Regions from separate parts of the Rattus norvegicus genome. Here region 2 is linked to region 1. Evidence: chromatin contacts called from public Hi-C data. All regions are on one chromosome and are shown on one strand. Each heading gives the region's core, a stretch centred on a gene start, on an enhancer-like site or on the middle of the called end of the contact. The rest is flanking DNA. Distances are from core to core; before and after follow the strand shown. Region 1 has its middle 90 kb from the start of Trnaa-agc62. Region 2 has its middle 190 kb from the start of Sptssa.

Region 1 (4,262 bases), core at 1,496-3,995:
TTATAAAAGGCTAATAAACTTCAGGTGTGCTGAGAGACTCCTAGCACATCTTCAGGACACTGACAAAAAGACACACATATGTGAAATTTACAACTTAGAACAGATCTGCATATGGAATCTTCTGCCACAAAAGTTCCCTTTTCTGCCCTCTAAAACCCCTGTACATGGGCACATGGTCTCCACTACTTTGAGATGCTGCTGCCTTTTGCTCTTTGGGAGAGTGGCTGGTGGTTATGCTAATTAAGCATTGTAATAAATAGCATTCTTCTTTTTTTAATTTTTTTAGAGATTTATTTATTTTATATATGTGAGTACACTGTCGCTGTCCTCAGAGACACCAGAAAAGGGCATCAGACCCTGTTACAGATGGTTGTGAGCCACCATGTGGTTGCTGGGATTTGAACTCAGGACCTCTGGAAGAGCAGTCAGTGCTCTTAACCGCTGAGCCATCTCTCCAGCCCGTAATAAATAGCATTCTAATAAATCCTATGACCATCAGTCAATAAAAAGTCTTCAAAGCAGTAATATGGGAATTCTTATAATTCATGATCTTTCATCAAATTCAGCTTCTTAGAACCGGCTATGATGAAATACTTTTAACGTTTCCAAGTTAACTTATGCCTTAAGGGAAAAACCAAACCCATCCTTCTCATTCAGCAACATTCAATTAAAAGCAGGTACTGGGTGCTAGGTGCTGGGTGCTAGGTGCTGGGTGCTGGGTGTCAGAGGTAGAACACAGATTCATTCCCTGGGGCATGGAGACTGACTATGCCTAGCAGCGTGATCTAATCCCAAAACCATTTAGGCCATTTGATCTTAAAATTGCAGCTATGCAAATCATTAACCAAGTGACCAAATATTTACATGTAAAGACCCTTAAGAAAATATTACTTAGACAAAAAGTAGAAACAATGTAACATTCAGCTGTAGCAGAACTACTGAAAACATGTCAAAGTGAAGCGAAGGGTTTATCAGTGCGATGTTGCATAGTCCTCTCAAGTATATTCAATTAACTTATTAAACACCTAGAATATACCAGAAATAGCACATTGTGTTTAAGGACTTCTGTCTTCCTATTCTGGGTATTTTACTTTTTTTTTTTTTTTATGAGATATGTATTAATCTTTTCCTCTAGGAAGTGTTTGGGAAAATCCCCTTTTCTAAAACAATACAGAAACCAGAACAAAACCTAGCCTACATCATAAGCAAAATGAAAGGCACAGTTCCATGTACATGGTCAAGATCCTGTAACCCAGAACCCTGCCTAAGCAGAATTTCCACCGCCTTCACTTGTGGTTTTCTTTTCTTTGTTTGGGGTTTTGTTGATGGTTTTGTTTGTTTGTTTGTTTGTTGTTTGGTTGGTTGGTTGGTTGGTTGGTTGGTTGGTTGGTTTTGTTTTGGAGACAGGTTTCTCTGTTATAGCCCTGGCTGTTCTGGAATTCCAATGTAGACTAGGCTGCCCTTGAACTCAGAGATCTGCCTGCCTCTGCCTCTGGAGTGCTCGGATTAAAGCTGTGAGCTGCCACCCACTGTCACAACCCAACATTCATTTCAGAATTTTTGTTTGCTTGTTTGTCTCTACTGGTTTCATATAAACTGTGGTCTCCATGGTTTCCCATGATGAACAAAGAGCAAAGCAGGCTTTCCTGAAGGAAGCGATGACTGGCATTCTCCCTACCGAGATATCCTAGACAAGGAAAAGAATATTCCATCTCATGTCCATGGCCACGGAGGCGACAGAAACGCCATTTGCAGCCTTACTGAGGCCCCAGACAAGTGCGGTATTGGAAGGTGCCACTCAGGGGCCTTAGGCTCTCCTGTTTCTGTTACAAGTTCAGGGATCACTGATGGACTTAGAGATGAAAGTCAGTGTTCCCCACCATACCCAAAGACCTACCTAGTCCCCCTGCAAACACTATTGTCCCTTTAATTGTACCAGAAAGGGCAGCACTAAAGAAAGAGTGGGGTGATTTGACACAATTAGAATCCCCACTCTGCTTTGGCAGAGTGGGAAGGCTGTTGAGACTAGGACTCTGGTAGCCAGCTTGTGCTGGCCTTGAACTGGCTACTTAGCCATGGTGGTAGCTAAGAATGACCTTGACTTCTGATGCTTCTGATTCAGGCCTGCACCAATACACTTGGCTTCCCCTTTCTCTGTCACTTGACTTTCCACTGATACAGGAGAATGGGGCTTGTTGTTAAAGAAGGTTATATTAATGTCAAGAGCTCTGTCCTCTGCTGGGTGGGGGAGTTCTCTTTTCTGTCAATTGACAAAACTTTGAACAAGGGCGGATCTTGAGCTCCTCACAGTAAATGGACGGAGGAAGCCTGTCCTTTTTACAGCATTGGGTTGCTTAGAGACCGAGAGATTTTGAAAGCAACAAAAACCTACAGTAATTCTGAAGCATCTTCACTTAGATAAGAGGCTATAAAAGAAAGAAACCAGGGGCAAGTTCAGTGGCTTCTGTGGACTCCCAAGAGACCAAGAAGAGGCTCGAGGGACATGCAAAGTACAGAAACCCGACTGCTCCTGCCTAGCTGTCACCTGGGACCAAAGATCAGCTCCCACTGTGAAGCCATCCACAGGGCTATTAGGGTGGGGCTGCACCAAGGCCAGGGTTAAGTCCCTCGGGGTGAGCTGCGGGCAGGTAGCCAGGCACAAGGCACGACTCAGTCCTGGTCCCGCCCGGCCCAGCCCGCCACCAAGGCTCACGTAGCGAAAGCGTGAGTCAGCGCCATCCTCACCGTGAACCCTGCCCACCTCCCGAGAGGGGACCGCCTAGCCTAGCCTGCCTGCAGGTTCCACACGTCCAGAGGGATCCCCAGCCCCAAGACACTACGTGGGTTCGTCTTCACAGAAAGAGAGGCAGGAGGATAAGGGCAGAGATGAGCCTGAGGGATAGTTTTCCTCAGCGTGATCTTGACTTTCTCCTGGCCCCTGATGTTTCCTTTGTACAGCACGCAGCCTGGGCTGGCTAGCTCCGTGACAGGGATACCGGGAGAGGGAGGGGATGATGTAGGGGTCAAGACCCAGGGAGCCTGGTTGTTGATTGGGGTAACTTTGGAAAGGGGGCGGGGAGCCCCTTATCAACCGCACCTCCCTTCGTGTGGGGAATGGTTTGCATTTCCAGTAACTTGCACCTGTTTAGTTCTAACCACCAACTTTATAAAAGGAAATTGCCTACGTGCCTGACGGCTGAAAGACAGAATTAGAAGCACTCTTCGCCGCTGAAAGTGTGAATGCAACAGTTAGGTTCTGAACCTACAGGGTTGAAAGTCTGGGTCTCCCGAGGGCACAAAAGAATGTCAAACCTCCTTTACTCTTCCAAGTACTTCTCCCCAAGTTAGGGCACATTATAGAAGGGCTTTTTTCTTTAGACACTTGGTTTTGTTTTGTCTTGTTTTCCTTTTTTTTTGTTTTTGTTTTTTGATTTTTTGGGGTTTTTTTTCTTTATACACTTGTGATGTGCAAATTTCACTCCCTTTTCTTTCTTTCTCTTGTTGTTTTATTTGTTTGTTTGTTTATTGTTTAGTTTGTTGAGTTTAAGACAGGGCCTCTCTACATAGCCCTGGCTGTCCTGGAACTCACTATGCCGATCAGGCTGGCCTTGAATTCATAAAGATCCATCTGCCTCTGACTTCTGGGTGCCAGGATTAAAGATGTGCACCATCACTCCTGGGCTAATGTCACTTCTTTTCTTTTCTTTCCTATATCTATTTGTGTGTACACACACACACACACACACACACACACACACACACACACACACGGAGTGGCTCGGCTGTCTTGTGGAGGTGAGAGGACAACTCCTAGACACAATCGTCTCCTTCTATTCTTGGTATTGAACTCAGGTCTTACATTTGGCAGTAAATAGCTGAACCATCTCACCAGCCCAAAACGCTACTTTTTCAAAACCTGTGAGAGAAGCAGAGGTATCAGAGACAGAAAATGCTTTTAGAGGGAAAGAAATATAGGGAGGAGGGGAAAGAGAGAAGGGACATGGAATAAAAAGCAAAGTGGTTAACAGCAATATGGACCCCAGAGTGAAAGCACTGTCTGGGTGCAGGTAATGCAAAAAGAAGGACCCCAAGGTCCCAGCTTCAGAGTTCGTGGCTGAGTGCAGCCGCTAAGCACATTGAGTTAAACATAAGGTAGGCTTAGGCTCAGCACCCAGTGGCTGGACTGTCCAGATTCTATGTGACCTTAGCCAATAGACGACCAGCATTTCTATTTTCCCCTTTCAAAAAACACGAGTGGTGAA
Region 2 (4,171 bases), core at 1,267-3,766, 180 kb after region 1:
CTCCTAGATTCTACCCCTTTTCCTCCAAGACAGGGTTCCTTCTCTGTAACCCTGGCTGTTCTGGGACTCACCCTGTAGCCCAGGCTGCCCTCAACTCAGAGTGCTGGGATTAAAGGCATGGTCCACTACCATCCCACTGGTTCCACCCATCTTGTGCCTTTTAAAGCTTACAATGTTTTCATTTATTTTATAGAGATGCCGTGGCATACACATAGATGTCAGACAACAACCTGTAGGAATTGCTTCTCTCTTCCTATCCTGTGAGCCTCTGGAATCGAACTCAGGTCATCAGGCTTGGCAGCAAGTGCCTCTTCTCACTGAACCAATTTAATTAATTTGATTTAGTCAATTGACTTTGAAACAACTAATCTGGAATATTACAAGGCTTCGTATTATTGAATGGTCAGATCTGACCAATAATTAAACACAATTTTCCATGCTGCCTAACAAAGTCCTGGTCACCCTTCCATGCCTGACCTACTAAAATACCATGCTCTGTAGCTCCATCCCATAATATGAGCCGCTTGCAAGAGAACATCATACGGGGATTATTCACATTCCCTCCAAGGAGGGGACAGGCAGAGTCACTGTACCCTTACCTGAGTTTCCAGTCAGTTGAATGCATTCTGCCCTAACAGTATATGGCCTTGAGGCTTCATCAGGAAAGAATGTGAAAGAGGGGCTCCAGCTGCACAGCCACAGGAAAGCCACCATCCATGCTGGTAAAGAGTTTCCAATGACCTGCACCTGCCCATAGCCCCTCAATCTGCCCCACTAGGAAGCCCAAAATGCTCATGGTTTCCTCACAGTGAACTTTGGTGGATTCAAACTTTGGTTTGTCATCGGGACTTCCTAGAGAGGGAGAAACATTACTTAGCGTCTTTCCAACCGCATCTCCACACACTGCCCCCTGTGCCTTCTTGGGAGAAAATTCTCAAGATCTCAAAGCACACCACATCATCGAGAAGCTTTTAGTGACTCCTCGTAAGGAGCTGGCTGTGACCATGACATCTGTCTCCCCTACTGTTATGTCCTGTGAGCAAACACCTAATCTTGCCACAACTCTATGGCCAATTTAACTCCTGGTATATGATGGATTTTGTGTGTTGTTAAGGGCTGGGTCTGTTCTCTTCTATTTGTCAAACACTGTTTAGGAGATGAAGAAAGGGACAGCCTTAAAAGACCGTCATGTGTTAGAAATTACTTTGCAGAATTCTTATGAGAAAATGTCTCCCTGGAGATTAATGGCCGGTTCATGGATTCCATCGAAGAAAAACATAAAGGTAGAGAATTCAGAATCAGTCTCGCTGTGACTTTTCACCCTTGCCCAGGGGACAGTAACTCAAATGCCTCCTTTGCCATCAGGATACATAGAGCAGGGCTGAGACCAACTTGGTAAGGAAGAGTTAGCCTTCCTGCAAGAATGCTCCTAGGAAGTGGATACATCCCTCCCATCCCTTCCTCCCTAACTTTATTATATATATATAATACTGGCTGGTTTTGTGTGTCAACTTGACATAAGCTGGACAAAGGAGCCTCCCTTGAGGAAAGGCCTCCATGAGATCCAGCTATAAGGCATTTTCTCAATTAATGATCAAGGGGGGAGGGCCCAACCCATTGTGGGTAGTGCCATCTCTGGGCTAGTAGTCTTAAGTTCTATAAAAAAAGCAAGCTGAGCAAGCCAGGGGAAGCAAGCCAGTAATTAACATCCCTCCATGGCCTCTGCATCAACTCCTGCTTCCTCCCCTATGTGAGTTCCTTTAGTGATGAGCAGCAATGTGGGCGTGTAAGCTGAATAAACCCTTTCCTCCTCAACTTGCTTCTTGGTCATGATGTTTGTGCAGGAATAGACTATATATACATGTATAGTATATAGTATAATATATATTACATATTACATATATCTATATAATATATAGTATAGGTCCTTTGTGTATATGTTATGGCTTCTTGTTTTATGTTTTTATGGGAATCACCAGAATGTCTCTGTGTCTATATGCATTTATTGTGCTTTTCCTTTGATTCTTTTTTTGTTGGTTGGTTTGTCCTCGTGTGTCTTGTTTGGTTTTGTTTGGTATTTTATTTTATTTTATTCCTTAGATACCTCTTTGTTTCCTAACAAGAGATAGAAAGGGTGTGTGTCTGGATGAGGGAAAGGCAGGGGGAGGGAAATGGAGGGAGGAGAATCCATAATTGGAATAGATTGTGTAAAAAATATCTATTTCCAGTAAAGGAAAAATGATTTGAGGAAAGAATTCACCAAGATGAATAGTATCCACTAGCTTTGACCCCACACTATTCTTATAAACAACAAACACACCTGCTATTTGCTGAAACAGATGCTCAAACAGTGATGATATTAGAGAGGAGTCTGTGGTGATCAACTCTAATAAACTAGATACTGTGAAAACTAGTGAGAACAAACACATCCATCAAATGCAGTTCTCTGGATAGAACCTAAAACAGAACTGGCCAAGGAGGAAAGTAGGAGCAAACCAGGTCACAGGAACAAGAAGGCTAAATTTAAACTGTTGTTAAGGAAAGTTATCCGAACCCTGCAGCTATTAAACATGAGTACAAGATCTATAATTGTCACACAGTGGATGATTTAAAAATGAAACACTGGAGATGTCCACAACAGACCTTTCCATAAATGAGTATTTAGGCATGGAAAAGAAATAGCTAACATAAAAGCCTTTTAGTGAGCCTGATAAGGCTCTTCTGTCACGGGCTACCCGGGAGGGGCGGGGAGTGGGAGGGGTGTCTAGTCTCTGGTCTCCTGCTCACAGGTTCTAAATGCAGGACAGAACTTACATGGAGTTTCCAGCAACACAATGGTTATCTCATATAGTTGGGACCACTCTGGACCTGACATCTCCAAATTTTCTTGCATCATTGCCCCACACAGTTGGCCAAAGTCTTATGTGATACTCTGTAGCCACTGTAGCGCACTAAGGACAAGGGAATGCAACTTTGTAGTCTCTAGACAGCAGCCTCCCTCCATGTCCTCCTGCATTAGTGAGCCTTCTAATCACCATAACAACTTCTCGAAGGAGGGATTTGGGATCACAGTGGCATCCTATGCTGGCAATGAGGATGTGAGAGAGCAGAGCAGATCTCAAACTGAAGTCAAGAAGCAGAGATGGGGGGAAAGTGGTAAGAGTGGGGGAGAGAGAGAGAAGAGGGGGGGAGAGAGTAAGAGAGTGGGAGAAGGGGAAGGGGGAGGAAGAGGGAGAGAGGGAAAGGGGGAGAAGAAGAAAAGAGGGTAGGGAGAAAGGAAGGAGAGGGACAGGGAAGAGGAGGGGGAGAGAGCCTGTGGTGCTGACTACATTTGGGGGTGTAAAGGTTTACTGGGCCAGGGAAAGAGCAATGTCAAGTGTTTCAATACAGAATAATATTATTACCAAAGTGGAGAGTGCTAAGATGTAGCTTGGTGTAGAATACTAGTGTACCATGTACAAGCCCTGGGTCCAATCCCTAGCCCTCAGGAAGAAAACCAAACAAGTAAGGCTTCAGGCCATACGTTTTTTGATTGTTCAGTAGGATTTCTAGAAGTCTCCAAGAGCTCCCGAATTCACTGTGAGAAATATGAGGGTAACGCAGTTATCCAAATAATGGAATAAAAACATAAAATATGAAATGATAGGAATGTCTAAAATAGAAATCGTGTCAACAAGAGTGTATTGTCTTTGTCTTTGAGTAAATAGTAGTGATTAAGCCAGTGAAATAACAGGTGCACAGATTTTCCTGTTTGCTGGAATTTAAATGTTTAGGTTTATCTTATTATTTTACATTTATGTGTGTTTTGTTTGCATGTACGGATGAGTACTACGTGCATGCGTGGTGACTCCAGAGGTGAGAGGAAGGAGTCTGGTATCCTGGGACTGGAGGTACGGGTGGTTGTAAGCTGCCACATGGGTACTAGGAATCCAATCTGGGTCCTCTGTAAAAGCAACAGTTATTCTTAAGACTCACCAATCCCTGGAGATTTGGGGGTTGTTTGTTTGTTTGTTTGTATGTTTTTTAAGATTTTTTTAAAGGGTGCTTTGCTTGGGGATAAAGTGATGGCTTAGCAGTAAAGAGCATTGGCTGTTCTTCCAGAGGTCCTGAGTTCAAATCCCTGCAGCCACATGATGGCTCACAACCATCTTTAATAGTATCTGATCTCTCC

Evidence for each region. Hi-C and Micro-C count contacts between places; a contact is called where the count stands out from the background.
Region 2: a Hi-C map of psoas muscle shows a contact between it and region 1, with 2.4 times the contacts expected there. The contact joins two enhancer-like sites. A contact is called at or near these places in 3 of 12 Hi-C or Micro-C datasets (kidney, liver and psoas muscle).

Annotation. Positions count from the first base shown.
Region 1 is chr6:77,517,501-77,521,762 of GRCr8, forward strand. No RefSeq gene overlaps it. Among named protein-coding and RNA genes, the nearest start is that of Trnaa-agc62, 90 kb to the left of the region's middle. Within about 2 kb of position 2,746, at least 16 of the 93 cell types and tissues checked have an H3K27ac peak or open chromatin away from gene starts, as enhancers often do.
Region 2 is chr6:77,701,090-77,705,260 of GRCr8, forward strand. No RefSeq gene overlaps it. Among named protein-coding and RNA genes, the nearest start is that of Sptssa, 190 kb to the right of the region's middle. Within about 2 kb of position 2,517, at least 5 of the 93 cell types and tissues checked have an H3K27ac peak or open chromatin away from gene starts, as enhancers often do.